Regions from separate parts of the Mus musculus genome. Here regions 1 and 3 are each linked to region 2. The links are chromatin contacts, called in public Hi-C and promoter capture Hi-C maps. All regions are on one chromosome and are shown on one strand. The core of a region is the stretch at or near the end of the contact, and the rest is flanking DNA. Distances in the headings are between cores, read along the strand shown. Region 1 has its middle 49 kb from the start of Vgll1. Region 2 holds the start of Mmgt1 (membrane magnesium transporter 1). Region 3 overlaps Arhgef6 (Rac/Cdc42 guanine nucleotide exchange factor (GEF) 6).

Region 1 (3,638 bases), core at 201-2,700, 540 kb before region 2:
TCTTTATTCTGAAGAATTGAGAGATAGGAGAGAGAGAGAGAGAGAGAGAGAGAGAGAGAGAGAGAGAGAGAGAGAGAGAGAGAGAGAGAGAGAGAGAGAGGAGTTTAGTATACTGTTTAACTAAAAGAACCCCTTGGCAAATCCAATAGAGGAAGCTATATCACCCTCAGAACATCAGAGCATCAGAGGTCAGAACATCATTATACATGTCCAGCACTTCCTACCAACTTCCTCTGTGTTGAGCTAATATGATCCTCTTCAAATATGAGCTTTCTATTGAGGAGCTATCTTCAACTTTCCTCCTAAAAAAACAGACAAGATATTATAGACATGATAATTTAATCTATATATTTATTTATTGCAGTGTTGAGTACAGAGCCCAGAGCTTTGTGCGTTCCAGGCAAGCATTCTCCGTTGGACTAGACAACCACATGCTGTTTTAAGCATATTTGTTTTAAAAAGCAGGATCTTACTAAGTTCCCTTGGCCTCACTCTTCAGGCTGGGTAGACCTTGAACTTGAATTCTTCTGCCTCTGTCTCTTGAGTACCTGAGGCTACAAGTCTGCTTGTACCAGCAGTCCTGGCCAGATCTGCAATTGATGCCACCTAATGCCATGCAGCAAGACAAGTATTTTCTAAGCTTTGGGAAATGACAATTAGAATAGCCTGAGTACCAGCCAAAGGGGCTTTAAAGCCTATCCCTCACCCCCACCCCTCACCAATGTTTCCTGTAATGAGACTAACTACTCTGAAGCAACAGGCCTGCTCTCAGCAGGAGAGAATGCCAGAAAAGGTATATTTGAAGCCCAATCCCAAGGGTGACTCATAGAACTCTCTAGAAGTGAACTTTCAGTAATCATAGCAATAGCTAACATGCAATGAGTGCTTCCTACCTTTGTGCCCAGCACAATATGACACTCTCCTTAGAGTCTAATGAAGCCTCACAGAAAGCCCCCCACTTCACTGAAATCAGCAGTTTTCTGGGACTATTGCCAATCTAGTAAGACCACACTGTGGTTGGAATCAAAAGTTTTTACTTCATAAAACATTAAAAACCAATTGTTAAGACTCTCTAAGAAATCACAGTTGATGCAAAGTCTCTCCTTAATGACACCTTTTATTCCCACATAGTGTCGTTTAAACTGGCAGAAGCTGTGGCTTTCTTGTGAGTGTGTCTAAGTGACCTTGAAGCCCTCCACTGAGAAACATGGCAGGAAGAGATCCCACAGGCTCAGCTTTCTCCTTCTCTGGCATCTGTTCAGAGAACTGAAATCTGTTGGCTTTTTAGTGCAGTGGGTGACAATGCCCACAGTCCCCTACTACAATCTTCAATAGCTTGACATTTCAAATCATTTGAATAAATCAAAGTGACAGAGGCACCTGAAGTTGCTGAGCTGGGGAGATGCTCATAGAGAGTGAGAAAGACATTTTCATTTTGTTGCTGATGAGCAAGATGAGTAAGTTTGGAAAGGAAGTGGGGCACTTTGTGGCAAGAACCTGTTCAGAGACAGGGTTACAGTAGTGCCTCTGTCTTTGGGAGTAAAAACCTGGTCCAGAACTGTTTCCAAACTATACAAAATGGACACTTTTAAAAACCTAATCTGAGGATCTGGGGATGCAGCTCAGTTGGTAGGGTACTGGCATAGATTGTGTGAAATCCAGAGGTTGGCTTCGATTCCCATACTGTATAAATTTGTGGTGGTACATGCATATAATTGCAGTACTTGGTGAAAGAGGGGAGATGAAATGTTCAAGGTCATCCATGGCTACATAGCAAGTTCAAGGTTAAGCTGGATAACTCGCGACCCTGTCTCAAACCAACTGAGGAGTGAAGAGATGACTCAGCAGTTAAGAGCACTTGCAGCTTTTGCAGAAAACTGGGGCTCTGTGCCCAGCGCCCACATTAAGTGGTTGATAACTATTTGCAACTCTAGTTCCAAGAGATTTGACACCCTCTTCTAGCTTCAGCAGGCCTGTGCATATGTCATGTGCATACACATGCATTCAGGCCCATACACATACGTATAAAATAAAAACATAAATCCATAAAAACAGAACAAAACAATAAGGCAACAAAACCAAGATACCACCTGATGTGTAAAATTCACCTTTTCCCTGAAAATCCAGTAAGTTCTAACCTGCACTGCAAATTCTTACAGTCACTTAAAGAAGTGAATCCAGGGTCTGCAAGATATCTCAAAAGCAAAGGAAAGGCACTTGCCACCAAACCTGACAACTTGAGTTTGGTCCCTGTGGATCCACATGGTAGAAGGAGGAAACCAACTCCAGTAAGTTGTCCTCTGACTTATACATGTGTGCTATGGCCTGTGTCCTCTCATTAAATAAATAAATGTTACAGAGATAACATTCAAGCTGGTGAGATGGCTCAGAAGTTGGGAACATTGACTGCTTGTCCAGAGGACCAGAGTTCAATTCCCTGTACCCACATGGTAGCTCACAACTGTCTGTAACTCCAGTTTCAAGAGATCCAAAACCCTCACATAGACATTTATGCAAGCAAAAGAACAATGTACATAAAATGAGAATAAATAACTTATTTTTTTAAAAAAATAACATTTAAAAAGTTTTGTTTTATTTTTAATTAGGGGGTGGGAGGGGGCTATGTGTACATGAGTGCAGATGCCCTTAGAGGCCAGAAGGCAGCATCTGGAGTTACAGAATCCATATGAGGCACCCAAATGAGGGTTCTCGGGACTGAACTCAGATCATCTACAAGATGAGTGTGTGCTTTTAATTACTGATCCATCTCTCCAGTCCCTAAAACAAAGCCCTCTATTTTTAAAGAGGCCTATCCAGTTTCTTTTCCATGTAACTTGAACCTAGGTCTCCTATACCTATTGACTGAAGTCTTTTCCTAGAAAAGACCACTGTTTAAAACCATACCTCTGGTACTCCTCTATGTGTGTGCAGGAACATCCTGAATCTCTTTATGAATTGAGCATTTGAATATGCTCAAAGCAGAGGGAAGGGGAAGCAAGCAAAGAAACAACACCCAAGAAATTTACATACAAGGCCAAAAAATACAGCCTGAGTCCAATTCAGAAAGGAAGATCATTTTCATGCGAATCAACCCATCATCAAACTATCAAACTATCATCTATAAATCGATGATAGTGGGCATTAAGAAGAACTGATTCAGAGGGGATTTGGGCAGGGGTACTTCATAGTTGAGTCACTGTAATTGTCAAGTTGGTGTTGTAAGATTTACTAACAAACCCCAGCACCTCACTCTGGAGTATGGGTTTCTTTGTCTTTTGGCTTTCAGTTTAGACACAGAAAGAAGTAAAAAATTACAGGCAGAAAGAGTTATCTAAATCAGCAGAGCTGAAAGTAAGAAGGACTTTTTGGCTCCTTTGTAAGTAGAGATTGAATGATGACAACTAACTCTGAAAGCCTAAGAAGAAAATACAGCTACATGGTCAGCTATTGGACACAAGTAATGCCCTTGTGTCCAAGTAAAGTCCCCTTAGTTCTTGAGCTACTAATGCTACCTTAAGATCAAGTCATGGCATTGCCAGTGTCAACTCTATAACCAAATCAGGGCAAATATGTTGCCTCTAATAAGCTCAGTCCTCCCAGCACATTAGAGTCACCCAGATGTCCACCTCCCTTCTCTA
Region 2 (3,410 bases), core at 718-3,217:
ATCCACCCATTCCTGCCACACCCCCCCCTGTCATTCCCCTACACTGGGGCATTGAGCCTCCACAGGACCTAGGGCCTCTCCTCCCATTGATGCCTGACAAGGCAATCCTCTGCTACATATGCAGCTGGAGCAATGGGTCTCTCCATGTGTACTTTTTGGTTGGTGGTTTAGTCCCTGGGAGTTCTGGGGTGTCTGGTTGGTTGATACTGTTGTTCTTCCTATGGGGTTGCAAACCCCTTCAGTCCTCCCCCTAACTCCTCCTCTTAAGCACCGTCCTGTCAACTAAATAGTGTTGAGTTGGCTTGTTCTGATTCTGAAGTTCATTGTTACTTGTCCTTTTGTAAGGAATATATGCTACTGCAATTGCTATGGATCAAGCACTGTGTGTAGAGGGTCCAGAGAACAGTGATGACTATGACTTAATGTGATGGGATCCAGTTTTTCAGATTTGAAGAAACTTAAGCATACCAAAAGACCACAGGCTTTTAAGAACTAGACTGAATCTCTGTAAAGATCTTTTCAGTGATAAAAACACTCTTTGTTCTTCACCAACAGTTGTTCACCCTTCATCCAACATGTTTGTATGCAATGCCTGCTGTTTGACAATGTTCTAGAGAGGGAGAAAGCTGTCTTCTTGCAGCTCCCATCCTAGAGTGGGAAGAGAGGCAGCAAACAATAGCAACCCAACAAACATAATAAAGAAATAACATCGTTTAGAAGATGATATAAAGTCAGAATAGAATAAGGAGATCATACCTGAGAATGCTTCAACTTTCAAAGGCATGGTAAGGACCAGCAGTACTGACCAGGTACTGGTGAGTCAACTGATTCAGATGACACAGTTCTTTGGAGACTGATGGGAAAGAATGGTAATCAGGCTTCACACTTATTTTGTGATATGACATCAACAAAGCTGTGCCACTCAGCCAGGGGCACTGAAGTAACTTATATAGAGTTGAGGGTGTGAGTTACCTTTGGCCATAAAAATGTCGTGCCCACAGGGTTTACTCACACGCAAATGAATACTCAGCAGTGAGTAGCTAGGAATGCTGATCTGGAGCTAAGGAGTTATGGTATTTGAGGTAAAGTTGTTGATTTGGAATCACTGGAAAAACTAAGCTGGTCTGAAGTGGAAATGAACTAATGAGCTTGCTGAGAGTAGAGCGAAAAGAGATCCAGGAAAAACTCTCCTTCTGAATGCCTACATTTTAGGAGATGAAGATAAAAATGGAGAAAGGTTACAGTTGTGTGCTCATCAGACTGTTTCCAACATCCCTTTATTCTCCCTTCATACATTCTAGCTTTCTTCATGACAAAACAGTCCCGCTGTGCTACACTCTCTTTTGTGTGGATCTTGCTCATAGAAACGTAAAGCAGAAAGGTAAGATGTTGAACCAATGCTCTGAGCGTCCCCAACATGCGAGAGTTCAGGGCTCCATACCCCCCAAGTTACTCTCTACACTTTATTTACTTCCTCACGTTGATGCCCTTGCAACCTGCCTCGGTAACCGTTTCTGAGGCCAGAGGCATAAGAAAGACTTAGTGAAAGGAAAGGACTCTGTTGGGAGGAAAACCAAATCAATTAACCAATTATCAAATACCAAGTACCAGGCTTTCGAGTTCTACGCCCACAGCCATTTAGCAACGCCACCAGCCCCACCTTCTTCTCCTCCCAGGCCTTTCCGTAAGTCCCGCCCCTTCTCCAAATCCGGCGCGTATTTGCGGACGCTCTACCTCGTCTCCCCATTGGTCTCGCTCGGCCTGTTCTTTCACGCCCCCAACTCAGCCCTGCCTCTCTCCGGGAAGCTGCACTGCGCAGTCGCAGAGGAGGCCTCAGGCCCTTTTTCCGTGTCGCTGTCCCCTTCTTCCCGGCATTCCTTTTTCCGCGTTCTCTCGGCGGCTCTCTGGGTCTGGCCACCGCCGGCACTTCGCGCCCAGGGCTCTGGTGACGTCATGTTCCTGCGCCGCGTGGACGCCCGCCGGTGAAAGGAGGAGTACCTCTGCCGCCCTTCGTCTCCTTTTGTTGGGCTGCCGCTCCTTCTGAATCATGGCGCCGTCGCTGTGGAAGGGGCTTGTAGGTGTCGGGCTTTTTGCCCTAGCCCACGCTGCCTTTTCAGCTGCGCAGCGTAAGTAACTGAGGGACTGGGACCGCTCGCGTGGGGGACACCAGGGGCTGTGGGGGCGCTCCCCTAAGGGACTGTTGAACCCAGTGCAGGAGAGCCGTTTTAGGTCGGGGTGACTAAGTAAAGCCGTGCAGGGTCCTCAGCGGAGGGCTTGAGATCAGATGGCTGAGGAACACCTAGATTGCAGGACGGCCAGAAGAGGTTGCTGAGGTTTGAGAAAGAATTCAGACCGGGACTCTGTCCCAGAACTCCAGACACGACATGCCATATGCAGCCTAGGTAGCTAAGACAAAGTGTGGAATTGAGAACTTTGCATGCATGTGGCATCGTGACAGCTAGCTAGACAGCATCCCGGCCACTCTGCTGTCCAGGCAAAGACGGAGAAGTTAAGTGACCGCTTGCCTCAGGGAGGCACTGTGACACGGGGAAAGAGCAGTGGACTGGTTTAAAAGGTTGGTTGTTAACATTTTGCTTAACTGTTAAATCTGTGTGACCTTGGGCAAATGATAACGGTGCTGTATGGTGGGTTTTTATTTTTGTATTTTTTTGTTTTTTGTTTTTGTTTGTTTTCTCAGATCAATAATTGAAGTTGCTTCTGCTTTTAGGTGCTAGAGGTTCCTTGATTCCTTTAAGGGAATTCTTAGACTAGTGGAAAAACTAGTGGGCCAACAAATAATTGCAGTAAGATAATGTGAATGTTCCAAAGGTGTGTGTGTGTGTGTGTGTGTGTGTATGTGTATGTATGTGTGTATGTATGTTCATGGGGAGTAGTAATTTGGTGGGACCCTGGGGAAAGTGCCTTAGAGCTTTGCTGCTCATAGTGTGGTCAGTAGAGCAGCATCGTGGACATCACCTGGGACCTTGTTAGTGTCTACTCAGGCTCCACCTCAGAACTGTTGAATCAGAATATTCGTTTTAATAAATCCCTGGGTGATTTATAGTTTGTGAAGCACTGTCCTGGAGGAGAATAGGATACACTGGAGTACTGGTTATTTTCGAAGTAAGCTTTGGCTCTACTATAGTCACAAAGCAAGTAAGGCCCTTGCTTGAACTCCAACAGCCTCATTTTCCCAGTGAAGAAATGCCTAGCTGAAGATAGTCTTAAATTTCCAGAGTAGACTTCATTCAAACAAGAAAGTTAGCTAGAAGTGTGTCATTAAAAGGTTAATCCAAACAGCATATGATATTGGATTGATTTTGCTTTTATCCCTGTCCTTACAGGCTCTGTAAGTTCAAATATACTCTGCCTGCATATTTTTTTAAGCAGACTCAATACATTCACACAAG
Region 3 (3,739 bases), core at 257-2,756, 700 kb before region 2:
GATTTTTATAAGAGTGGGTTAGTAGCTAATATTTACACCAAGTTTTATGTTGGTACAGAAGCAGAATGGAATGGTATATTAACTTACTTTAGTAGCTGGTTCAGTTAAGTACCCAGGTTTAGAAAAAGAAGAGGGAAATGAAAGCTGTGACTCCTTCAAAAATATACGTTCTGAGAAATGCAGTTTTTTTTTTTCATTTTTAAAGTTTATATTATTATGGTGGTTGTTTGCGGGTTTTATCTGTGTATGAATGTAGATGCACGTGAAGACCAGGGAACACCTTTTAGGGCTTCCTTTTTTCCTTCCTTCCTTCCTTCCTTCCTTCCTTCCTTCCTTCCTTCCTCCCTCCCTCCCTCCCTCCCTCCCTCCCTCCCTTCCACCATGGGCTCTAGGAAAGAGCTCAGACCATCTTCTTCCTGCAGTCATTTGCAGGATTTGAAGGCGCTGGTAACCTCCCTAGACCTTTTCATAGACTCCTAGATTCAAAACTGAGGCTAAGCTAGACATAATGTCACATGCCTGGAATCCTAGATTGTGGGAGGCTGAAAGGCAGGACTGCTGTGAGGCCTGCCCAGGTTACATAGTGAAGCCCAGGCCAAGTCCAGGCCAGCCATAGTTAATGTGACACATTGTCTCAAACAAACAACCCACAAAATAAAATAAATAAGTTAAACAAGCTTGGGGCTTTTACTCTTTTTAAATTGCAAAAAAAAAAAAAAAGTCTGTATTATGTCTGTGTGCCACCTATAAAAAGTACCCAAGAAGGCCAGAAAAAGGCATCAAATTCCCTAGAACTGGGGTTACAGATGTTTGTGAGCTGCCATGTGGGTGCTAGAAATCAAACCTAGATCCTCTGTAAGAGGATCCAGAATTGTTAACTGCTGAACAGATTCCCAGGGTTATAATTCTGACCATTCCACTTTGTGTACAAATACAATTAGATAGGCAGCTAATCTGGTGTGGCTTTTGTTTCTCAATAGGAGATGACGGAAAATGGAAGTCACCAGTTGATAGTAAAGGCAAGATTCAACTTCAAGCAGACGAATGAAGATGAATTGTCAGTGTGTAAAGGGGACATCATTTATGTCACACGAGTTGAAGAAGGAGGCTGGTGGGAAGGCACATTAAATGGGAGAACTGGATGGTTCCCTAGTAATTATGTCCGAGAAATTAAACCCAGTGGTAAGTAAAGCTTTTAACGTCTTAAGTGTGAGACTTGTTCCTTTTTGGTATTCTTATTGAAAATGTTTTATTTTAAATTGCTTAACACAGTCTATACATGCGTGTCCAAAATAAGACTAGAACAGAACTGGGAATAATTAGCTATGTTGAAACAAAGCTGTATTTAGATTATGTGACAGCTAAAACAGCAAAGGAATCCAAAGTTTAAGCAACTGCTGTATGTAAGCCTGAGCCTCTCTGCCCACTGAGACTAGCCCAGAGTGTACAGTGCAGAGTCCTTCCTGCGCCTCTCAGAATCACCATGGCAGAATACAATAACAAGAGAAGCAGGGAGCCGACTTCCCGTTTTAGCTCTCCAGCCTTTCTGAAGACCTAAAACTGCCCGAGAGATGTGTGAGAGAGATAACAGTCGCCTTGCAGAAAGCTGCCTGACCACTTTAGGAACAAGATTGTCCTTAGCTTACTGGAAACCATGAGCGACTTTTCCCTTTGTTGAACAATGAACACACGGTAGACTCTAACTGCTCTTTAGAAGTCTCTTCTAGAGGTTTTTGGTAACTTGTTTGTCCTTCTTTAAAAAAGAAGAAGAAGAAGAAGAAGAAGAAGAAGAAGAAGAAGAAGAAGAAGAAGAAGAAGAAGAAGAAGAAGAAGAAGAAGAAGAAGGCATATTCTTCTTGGAATAACAAGCAAAGTTAGCAGAGTCTTGTGGCAGATAGCTGGTATCCTAGCACTGGAAAAGTGGAAGCAGGCAGGTTAAGAGTTTAAGGTTATCCTTACCTGTAAAAGAAGTTCTAGGCTAGCTAGGACTACACCAGGCCTTGTCTCAAATAAACCAACTAACAACAGAAATCAATAGAACCCTTCTAGAACCAATTTATTATAGTACATGATAAAGCAGATAAACGTGCTGTTATTACAGCTATTCATTTTTAAATAAATATTTTTAATTAAAAAAATGTTTACCCAAGGGCTCCTTTCAGTAGCTGGATTCCCAGTATATTGCTCCTTTTGTGTGAGTTTCTTGTTTTTTTTTTTTTTTATTTTATTTTAAGGCTTTCAAATGGATGAGCCCAGCAGATTGAGGCGCTTCTGCCAAGCCTGACATTCTGGGTTCAAATCCCTAGGAGCCACACAGTAGGAGAGAAATAACTCTCAAAGGTTGCTCTCTGTCCCCCATACATGCACCATAGTGCATGCCCCCTAAAACAAACAAATAATTTTTAATTAAAAAAAACCCCAATACTGTGGTCCAGTGAACCATTGTGGGTGAAGGTGCTTGCTTCACAGCTTGGCCCTAGTCTGATCCCTAGAACCCATGGAAAAGTGGAAGGAGAGAAGCAACTGCACAGAGCAGCCCTTTGACCTCAGCATGGCCGGAGTGCCCTACCCCCCCCACAGCATGCTCACATATATACAGAATATCTTTTTACAAAGATACCTTTAATTAATGAAAATATAGGCTCACTCTAAATAAAATAAAATATTTTGTAAGTATAGTATAGTTAATGAAGTCCCTTCTTCCTCCACAGTGATTCTCAGATAACTGTCACTCTTAGAAGACATTCCTTCAAAAACTTAAGATGTAACTTAGCTGTATCACTTTCTGTGTTCTAGGATAGGGGAGAGGAACACCCCATTTAATGGAATGTGTTTGTGTTGTGGAGGATTTATAAATATTTGTTTGTACAGACATCTCATCAGTTTTTGTCATGCTTGGGCATGGTCCTACCTAATACATGCTGGGTAAAGCAATTTACCTCTGATCCCGAGTCCCAGACCTCGTTTTCATTTACTGGGAATTGAGACGTATCTTTTAAGCTATGGAGTATTTTTCACAGGCCTTGCCTGGAATTTCTTGGTTCTGATTATTTTTCCAGCCGACCATTACGCCCTGCTGTATCTTCCCTTTGACATAGTCTGGTTGTCAGGATCCCTAAACCATTTTCTAGATTGACAGTGATGCTCCCTTGTACAGTGGCTGCATCTGCAAAACTAAAAGGAACAGCTTTTGCTGCCTCGCCTGAAAATTCCAAGCATTGCTTACAGGGCATTGGAAATGAACAGCATGTCTCTCACTGTGATGTCTTACAGCAATGTGCCTGATCTTTTATGGAGCATTCTAGGCCTTGGTCTCCTTTCCCTTCAGGCTTAGGATATCAAGCTCTGAGCCTGATCTCTGAAACATCCCACTATTGCTATTGAGGGTGGGTCAGGTTTCAGAATCCAAGAAGCTTGTGATGCAAGGAGAGCATAGGGGGACAGCCAGGGCTATACAGAGAAACCCTGTCTTAAAAACAAAATCAAACAACAGCAAAAAGAGACAAGAAGAATTTGCTGTGTTGGAGAGATGGCTCAGAGGTTGAGCACTGACTGCTCTTCCGAAGGTCCTGAGTTCAACTCCCAGCAACAACATGGTGGCTCACAACTATCTGTAATGGGATCTGATGCTCTCTTCTGGTGTGTCTGAAGACAGCTACAGTGTACTCATATAAGTGAAATAAACAAATCTTTTTTTTTTAAAGAGAAACGCATAGGATCTGATGTATATGGATCACAC

What was found. Promoter capture Hi-C pulls out the DNA fragments that hold promoters and counts their contacts. Hi-C and Micro-C count contacts between places; a contact is called where the count stands out from the background.
Region 1: a contact with region 2 is called in a Hi-C map of Th1 cells, with 5 times the contacts expected there. The contact joins the enhancer-like site here to the promoter of Mmgt1 in region 2. A contact is called at or near these places in 4 of 39 promoter capture datasets (the HPC-7 cell line, cranial neural crest, hippocampal neurons and 1 more) and 1 of 484 Hi-C or Micro-C datasets (Th1 cells).
Region 3: a promoter capture Hi-C map of the HPC-7 cell line shows a contact between it and region 2, with 4 times the contacts expected there. The contact joins the enhancer-like site here to the promoter of Mmgt1 in region 2. A contact is called at or near these places in 10 of 39 promoter capture datasets (the 3T3-L1 cell line, the C10 cell line, the HPC-7 cell line and 7 more), 1 of 484 Hi-C or Micro-C datasets (B cells) and 1 of 115 datasets of contacts at active chromatin or transcription factors (pro-B cells).

What each region holds. Positions count from the first base shown.
Region 1 is chrX:57,135,648-57,139,285 of GRCm38.p6, reverse strand. No RefSeq gene overlaps it. Among named protein-coding and RNA genes, the nearest start is that of Vgll1, 49 kb to the right of the region's middle. Within about 2 kb of position 1,450, at least 5 of the 459 cell types and tissues checked have an H3K27ac peak or open chromatin away from gene starts, as enhancers often do. A contact at or near this core is called in Th1 cells, where this site is marked.
Region 2 is chrX:56,596,501-56,599,910 of GRCm38.p6, reverse strand. It overlaps Mmgt1 (membrane magnesium transporter 1), which reads left to right and starts at 1,967. Exons shown (of 4, transcript NM_146234.4): 1 at 1,967-2,126. The coding sequence starts at 2,048. It overlaps Gm36239 (a long non-coding RNA gene), which reads right to left and starts at 1,719. Exons shown (of 3, transcript XR_386934.2): 1 at 1,609-1,719; 2 at 757-853; 3 at 255-648.
Region 3 is chrX:57,296,903-57,300,641 of GRCm38.p6, reverse strand. Arhgef6 (Rac/Cdc42 guanine nucleotide exchange factor (GEF) 6) reads left to right here. Exons shown (of 22, transcript NM_152801.2): 5 at 981-1,182. Among named protein-coding and RNA genes, the nearest start is that of Arhgef6, 40 kb to the left of the region's middle. Within about 2 kb of position 1,506, at least 21 of the 459 cell types and tissues checked have an H3K27ac peak or open chromatin away from gene starts, as enhancers often do. A contact at or near this core is called in the HPC-7 cell line, where this site is marked.